2 separate regions of the Oryctolagus cuniculus genome follow, and region 2 is linked to region 1. The links are chromatin contacts, called in public Micro-C maps. All regions are on one chromosome and are shown on one strand. Each heading gives the region's core, a stretch centred on a gene start, on an enhancer-like site or on the middle of the called end of the contact. The rest is flanking DNA. Distances are from core to core; before and after follow the strand shown. Region 1 overlaps LIMA1 (LIM domain and actin binding 1). Region 2 holds the start of LIMA1 (LIM domain and actin binding 1).

Region 1 (3,893 bases), core at 1,027-3,526:
TTCCCAGGCCACAGCGGATAGCTGAATTGGAAGAGGAGCAGCCAAAACTAGAACTGGCTTCCATGTGGGATGCCGGCACTGTGGGCAGAGGATTAATCTACTGTGCCACGGCACTGGCCCCAAGGGATCATTCTGTTTATAATTTGCCTTTCACCCAGAATTATCTTATGAGCATCTTTCCACGTCAACAGATATGCTTTGATCACTTGATATGTGTCTGAGAAAAGCATTGTGCAGTTACCAAGGCAAAAAGCCCCTTAGATTCTTGGGGCTCCTCTTGGGCAAGGTGGGGACCATGAAGACAGAGACCCAGGTGACTCATCTGTTGTGTGCATGAGATAATAGAGCCAAGGGTACTGCTGGCAGTGAAGGTAGTGCCAGTTTGTGGAGCAGTTTTTTTGGTTTTATTTTATTTTATTTCTATTTATTTGAGCACCAGAGAGGTACAGAGAGAGCACTCCCATCTGCTGGTTCACTCCCCAAAGGCCCACAAAAGCCAAGCCTGGGTCAGGCTGAAGCCAGGAATTGGGAACTCAATCTGGGTGTCCCACATGGGTGGCCAGAAGCCAGGAACCCAAATACTTGAGCCTCCAAAAACCGCTGCCTCCTAGGGCCTGTATTAGCAGGAAATTGCAGTTGGGGGCCAGAGCCATATATGGCATCCAGGCACTCCGGTGTGGGATGTGAGTGTCTTCATTAGCATCCTAACAGCTAGCCCAAATGCCCACCCTTGAAACTGTCTTTTAATTTTCCATTTTCCAGCATAAACTTTTTCTCCTGCTTCTATCTCTAGTCTATACATGCTTCTCCCAGTGAGTCATCTTGGAAGCTAAGATTTAAACACCAGCATCAAACAGCTGTTTTCTATCACTTTTTCCCCCCAGGCCTTGCTGCCACTTGATGAAGTGGCTCTCAGACTGTATTCAGAAGAGTAATAGGGTGAGAGACTTAATTCCCAATATAGCTGCTAATCCTGTTTAATTCCCCAAGTCTTTCAGTCCTGGGTTGTTTGTCCTTTCTTTCTGAGCTGAAAGCCCGGGGAGTCGAAGCTCTCAGGAATGGAGAATCGGAAGGTCAGAGTTTGGGCTGGTGGTGCTAGTGCTGTTCACTTTTCTAGGAGTGCTCTCGAAGTACCTGACAGTTACTTCCACGGCAGTGTCAGCGTGGTTCCCAGGTTATTTGCAGTCTGTCTTTACACGGATGTGTTAATTCCATTTCTGACCCAGGTGAAAGTAACCTCTCTAAGAGGTGGAAGTGTGTGTGCTTTGATCATCAGGGTAGGTGATGGCTGTTTTCACAGAAAACCTGGATCTTCTTCAACCAAAGGGTCCGGAAAATAGCGAATTTTCTGTGAGCTGAGAATTTATACATAGATGAAACAGGTAGAGAAAAGCAGGAAAGAAAGGGGATTAGGCTCCTATATAAAAGTAAAATGTATTTATGTGCATGTAAATTAGGTCAAATACAACTTAATATTTAGCAAATACTTGTACAAGGATGGTGACTTCTTTAGGTTATTCCAGAGAGCTTCAATCCTCAATGTTACTGTATAATTATTGGTATTAGTTTCAGCTATCTTGTGTCTTTATCTTGTTTAAAAGAAAAACAAAACAGAATTCACGTCATTTTTTAGTCTAATGAATTTCATTAGTGCATATTTACAGTGTTTAAAATAAGAGGTATCCCCCACCCCACCCCCGTTGATCTTGGAATCAGAATTTCTCGTCTCCGATGTAATAACTATCATCAGAGCTGGGCTCCCCTTTCTTCTCATTTTGCCCTTATAAGGCTATCCTGTTTTATCACTTCCTGCTGCAGCTCCTGACTTTTTCTCTCTTCCCCTCTGCCTCTCCCGGGTGGATGCTTGCTCCATGTGGCAGGGCTGTAACTGCACAGCTGTCTGAAACAGCCGTGGACTCGCTGCAGCTTGCAGTTTGAACTTTCATTTCGCAAAGAGCAACATGTTTGAATGTTTCAGCAGGCAAGTTGTAACTGGCACTTGCTTCTCCTTCTTGTAGAACCCTGAAAGTTTGCCCCCGCACTTTAGACGGGGGACCCTGACTGTGTTAAAGAAGAAGTGGGAGAACCCGGTGCCAGGAGTGGAGCCACACACAGACACCGTGCGAAACAGCAGCGCCGAGACTAGGCACAGAGTCGGCCATCCGCCCACAGAAGTGACCGGCAGCTCTGTTCCTGCCACCCGAGTGGATCCGCAGGTCCACCCCGGACCCGGTTTGGAATCACCTCCTGAAGCCCTCTCTCACCGCATCGAGGAGCGTCAGGATCATAAGGACCACGCAACAGAAAGTAAAAAGATGGAAAACTGTCTGGGAGAATCCAGGCATGAAGTAGAAAAATCCGAAATCGGTGAAAACACAGAAGCTTCAGGCAAAATAGAGAAATACAATGTCCCACTGAACAGGCTTAAGATGATGTTTGAGAAAGGGGAACCAACTCAAACCAAGGTAAGAATGGGCTGGGAGTAAAACTTGAGAAGGGCGAGTCCAGTACTAAACAAAGCTGGTTTTCTCATTTAGACAGTTGGAATAGAGGCCGAGTGTGTCTTTTGATTCAAGTTGGATGAATTCACAGGTGAATTATTTACATAGGTGCTAAGATTCGTGAGTATCTGACCCAATTTCATCTTAATTCAAGCTGAGGCCGAGAGTCCAATTGCTATCTAAAAATGAAGATTGGATTCTGTTTCTGTGTACTTGCCCTTTTAATTGGTCTTCCTGTGCCTTTTGTCATTGTAGCCTTGGGGGGTGAAATGACTGCTGAATCTTGCTCTCTGCTGGACACAGCTGCAGAGTTGAGCATTAAGACTGAGGCTTAGTTGTCTCTTTGCTAGCTGAACCCTTTCTCCGCTTCTCAACTTCCTCATCTGTGCCTTCCAACAAATGTTTTCTATCAGCTAAAACCCTCTCCCAGGAAAAATCAATGAAGATAGCCAGACAAGCTGTAGCTTTAGGAGTTTTGACTTGCAAATGCCCAGGGCTGCATTTTCCTACAACTGCTAATGAAATCTGAGCCTTCGTGTGGATTGTAGACTGAATCCCCAGAGGGCATTACTTAACTAGAAAATGAGTTACATATGCTGGTGACTTACAGCACAATCCCGGGGCCGCAGAGCTGGTAAATTTTTCCAGTTTTCTCAGACTTTCCTACATATCTGGCTTTGTACGCGGGGATGGTTTGTTACAACAGTCATTATAATGAAATAAACAGATCCAACTGGAAGCGAAGCCATCATTTACTACAGATTCCATCTTCACGGGAGAGCTGAGTTTTTTAAAAGCTAAATATTTGGCCCAAGTCCCTCTATTTGTGAAGTAATAGGAGGAAGCATCCTCAGATAAGAAAAGAAAAAAAATAGATAACTCATCCAGAGGTCCTCTGCTGCATTCATTGTGACATTGTTGTCTCGAAGTGCCTGTTGCTTTCCTGCCTAGGAAAGTTCTTGAATGTTTGAGGACCGAGGAAGAATTTGTGAAGGTTCGACAAGCTAGAACCTTTCTCTGTGAGCAAGCTTTAACTACTTTAACATTGAAAGCAGTTGGCAAGAGATACAACCACAAAGCAGTTTTATTACTTTTCTTCAACTCTCTTCCCTCTCAATTTTTAGTCCTCTTTCCCCTTTATGATCTTAATTTAATTTTTTTAAAAGTTTAAATGAGAGGAAGAATTTTAACTGGAAGGAAAATATGTCAGAAATCTGAAACAGAGAGGAAGGGGCTTTGTGGTGACTCAAAGCACCATTGTAAGTCCTCTCCTCTCAGACCCTGCTTAGGGGAAGGATGGCTGATGTCACGCCAGCACACACAATGTGGATTCAGTGCAGAAAGCATGTCGAAACTGGCCTGAGGTAGGAAATGACTAGGACCGCAGCAAAC
Region 2 (3,893 bases), core at 575-3,074, 57 kb before region 1:
GAATAATATCCTCCTGTCTCATCACTGGCCCTTAATAAAGGCTTTCCCCTCATGTGTCACAGATGTGGTGCCTCAGGCAGCAGACCTACCTGGTTCAGTGACACAACGTACTGGATGAATCACATAATTTTCCAAAACTGCCTCAATTTCTTGTGCTATTCACAATGTAAAAGGCAAAGTTGTCTCACACCATTCAGTTTATTTCTGCATGATCCATATCAAGAAACAAGCCTGATGCTTGTTTCTGTAAATTAAGCTTTTTTAAAAAACAAATTCTTTAGGTATTGCCTATGGATACTTTTGCACTATAATGAAAGAGTAGAGTATTAGTGACAGAGACCATATGTTCCACAAACCCTAAAATAATATTTACGCATTTACAAAAACATTTGCTGCAACCTGGTCTAGAAAAAAATTTTAAAAAAACTACCAACTCTGATATATGGCATTTGCTAATTTCCATGGTGTGCATACTCCCATTAAACCATAGATGTATACATTACACAGTATCTCTGTCATAGAGATATTATGGACAAACAACTTCAAGAGTAAAATTATTGATGAAATGAAGTTAGGAATAAAACCTATGAAGTAATGACTTCGGAGTATTTACTCTCTTAGAGATATTATGGTATGTTAAACTATAAATGTTTAGATGGACGATCTTTCTGTCTCTCCCTCTCTGTAGCTCTGATTTTTAAATATATAAATCTTGGGGCCAGTACTGTGGCATAGCAGGTAAAGCCACTGCCTGCAGTGCTGGCATCCCATATGGGTGCTGGTTCAAGTCTCGGCTGCTCCACTTCTGATCCAGCTCTCTGCTATGGCCTGGGAAAGCAGCAGAAGGTGGCCCAAGTCCTTGGGCCCCTGCACCCGCATGGGAGACCTGGAAGAAGCTCTGGGCTCCTGACTTTGGATAGACGCAACTCCGGCCGTTGTGGCCAACTGGAGAGTGAACCAGTGGATTAAAGACCTCTCTCTCTCTCTCTCTCTCTCTCTCTCTCTCTCTGCCTCTCCTCTGTGTGTAATTCTGACTTTCAAATAAATAAATCTTTAAATACATATCTTTTTCAAAAACTTTTTAAACTGTTAATGCCACTCTCCACAAACTTTTTGAAGTACCCATATACCTTTTCAGTAATCAGCCCAGGCTGCTTATCTGAAGAGAGGAGAACAAATGGCTGACCTAGTCACCGCTGGCAAAACTGTCACTAACTGCTTCAGCATTTATCGCCACTGGCTCCTTCTAAAGACTTATCACGCCGCATGAATTCCCAACAGCTTTAGAAACCTTGTGAGCAGAAACTCTACTAAACCTGGGGGACAGGAAAGGGCTCTATCAAGGAACTGGGGTGAGAATTTGGCGGGAGAACGTCCACGCGGTGGAACCTCTTGACGTTTGCTAAACCATTCGCCAGGCTGGGAGAGCGCGTGGAGATCGTTTGCCCTCATCCATCCCCTTCATTCATGAGGAAACTCAGATCCAGCGAGCGGGAGCGACTTAGGAAAGCCAAAGAGCCGGAGTCCCCATTGAGGGGCAGCTCCATCCACTGCACCAGCCGGCCACCTGCAAAACACCTTTCCTCGCACAGGCCTTACCCCGGAAGCCATCAGGTGAACTGACGCGAAACCTCGGGGTGACTCCTAAGTCAAACTGAGGTGACCTGCACTCAGAGGCCTCAAGGCCAAAGTACAGAAGCGCAGGAACCAAAGTCCTTTAGGGCTCGGATCCTCCAGGAAACCTGAGATAGGAGCCACGCCTCTCGCAACACCAGCGCCCCGCCCCGCGAGGGCGCCGCGCGCACGTAGCCGGCGGCGCGCACGCTCGCCTAAGTCCGCCCGAGACGAGGGCGGCCGTGCGCGCGCCCGCGGGCGATGGGCGGGGTCCGGGGGCGGGGCTCTGAGCGGGACCTGGGCGGAGCCGCCAGAACTTGTAGGTGTAGCAGCTTGGGCGCGACAGGTGCGCGAGGTAGAACGCCCGAGACCCGTGACAGGGCTGGTAACAGCGTCGGGAAAAGACGGCTAGTAGTCAGGTAAGGGCCTTCTGGCTCCACCTTCTCCACCGCCGGAGAGTGAGCCTACACTCGCTGCTTCTCCCGCGACTTGTGCGAGGAGAGGGCGCCAGGCGCGTGAGCCCCTCCCCCTCGAGAGAGCCCCCGGATCCGGCTCCTTCCTCACGTCTGGGGACTGCGCTCGGGGTGGGAGTGACTGAGCTCTTCCAGCCGGAGAGCGGGAGCTGATGGAAACCCCCCCCCCGCCCCCCGCCCCGACTCCTGTGCCGGCGGGAGCGCTGCTTTCTCACTGTGCGCATTTTTGCTGTGTTGGTAAGGGAGCAGTTCTTCAAAACTCGAAATCTGCCCCCCAGGGATATATTCTAAATATTTATCTGCTCCTTTTCCTTCTCCGTCTGCAGCCGTTCCCTCTCCCTTCGGCTTTTCTGCCCTTTTGTTCCTCCAACTGAACTCTTGGAAGACTGTGGAGAACAGAGCAGGGCTTGCAGCTGATGGGTCTCTGTCGAATCGCTATTGTGGGTGTCCTAGCGGCACCTGTCTCCCACATACGTAGGTGCTAATGGGAGGTAAATGGACACCCCTGGCTACACATACCAAAGCTTGAAGTTGTAGGTTCCAGGAGTGAACCAACCGGCGCCCTTCCTCCCCTCCTTATGGGGGTCGCAACAGCCAGATTAGCTTATCCTGGCGAGAGACATTTGAACTATGATTGGTTTGCACCTAATTCCAGCTTTTGGGAATTGACTTGACTTTTCAAATTAGTCAAAGGTACCAGGGGCCTTTTCGGCAGGGGTCTTCTTTTGCATTCTTCAATCTCCTCTTGATTTAAGTGGCTCATTGGAATATTTTTTATCGACATTTTAACAAATACTGTTCGCAAATGACATATTTTAGGAGCTGTAAAGTAACTCTTGCTTCTGATGTAGATACAAGAGGTGACCCTCAATGAACATTTTCTAAGTTCCAGCGCAGTTATAGCCTGGCTGCAGGATAATGCTTTAGATAGATCTGCAAAGAGTACTAAAGTCGACTGCAGATAAAGAAATTAAAAGTTCACATGCATATATATTGTCTGGTTTTACACTAATAAAACAATACGTATTTTGGCACCTGTTAGTTACTTTAGGACCTTATTTTATTCTTTGACAAAACCTTCATTGAGTGCCTCTTGTGTCAGTGCTGCTGTGGATTCGACACTCCCAACATCCCTGCCCAGAACAGCTTGAAATCAAGTGGGTTGGCAGTCATCTATACAGCTGATAGTTGAGTGAGGTCAGCCCAGGGTGCTTTTGGAGCTCAGAGAACATAGGTTTTCTGTTTTAGTCCCCTTTTTGCCTTTCCTTTAAAAATAGATCAAAAATACATTTAAAAAACGGTATTAAAAACCTTTGGGTAATAATGAGTAATGCCCTTCAGTTCGTGTATTTGTATCATGGTCCTATTTCTCACCTCTTCTCTCTTCAACTCCATGGCCTGTTAAAGATGGGATTAGATCCTGTTTTTAATTCTCTAGTGATTCGCAGTGTGGTTGGTGGAACTACTTTTACTGTTCTTTGCTGGGCCCAGAAGTGTTATCAGGTAGGCCCTGAACTGCTGAGCATCTGGGAAGAAAACATTATATTGGGGAGGTTAACAAAGCAGTGCCATTTTGTAAAAATTACCTCATTGTATAACTTTGTTTAACTTGCTACATTCAATCTTTGTTTCAGACTGGTTAAAGGTGGGGCCGAATTTCAACCCCATAATTCTAGGAAGAGAAAGCTTCAGAAGTGGTACAATTCTCTGAACAGCACATCTTAGTATCGGAGGATTCTTTCTCCTGCTGTGGTCCCCTCAAAATAGCTTTTCCTTTCTTTCTTATTTTTTCTTGAGTGGGGGAGG

What was found. A called contact is a pair of places that touch in the nucleus more often than the background predicts.
Region 2: a contact with region 1 is called in a Micro-C map of ear pinna, with 2.4 times the contacts expected there. The contact joins the promoter of LIMA1 here to the enhancer-like site in region 1. A contact is called at or near these places in 3 of 6 Hi-C or Micro-C datasets (ear pinna, skin fibroblasts and an unstated tissue).

What each region holds. Positions count from the first base shown.
Region 1 is chr11:53,537,009-53,540,901 of mOryCun1.1, reverse strand. LIMA1 (LIM domain and actin binding 1) reads left to right here. Exons shown (of 9, transcript XM_051846276.2): 4 at 2,019-2,465. Among named protein-coding and RNA genes, the nearest start is that of CERS5, 46 kb to the right of the region's middle. Within about 2 kb of position 2,276, at least 5 of the 8 cell types and tissues checked have an H3K27ac peak or open chromatin away from gene starts, as enhancers often do. A contact at or near this core is called in ear pinna, where this site is marked.
Region 2 is chr11:53,593,141-53,597,033 of mOryCun1.1, reverse strand. It overlaps LIMA1 (LIM domain and actin binding 1), which reads left to right and starts at 1,824. Exons shown (of 9, transcript XM_051846276.2): 1 at 1,824-2,033.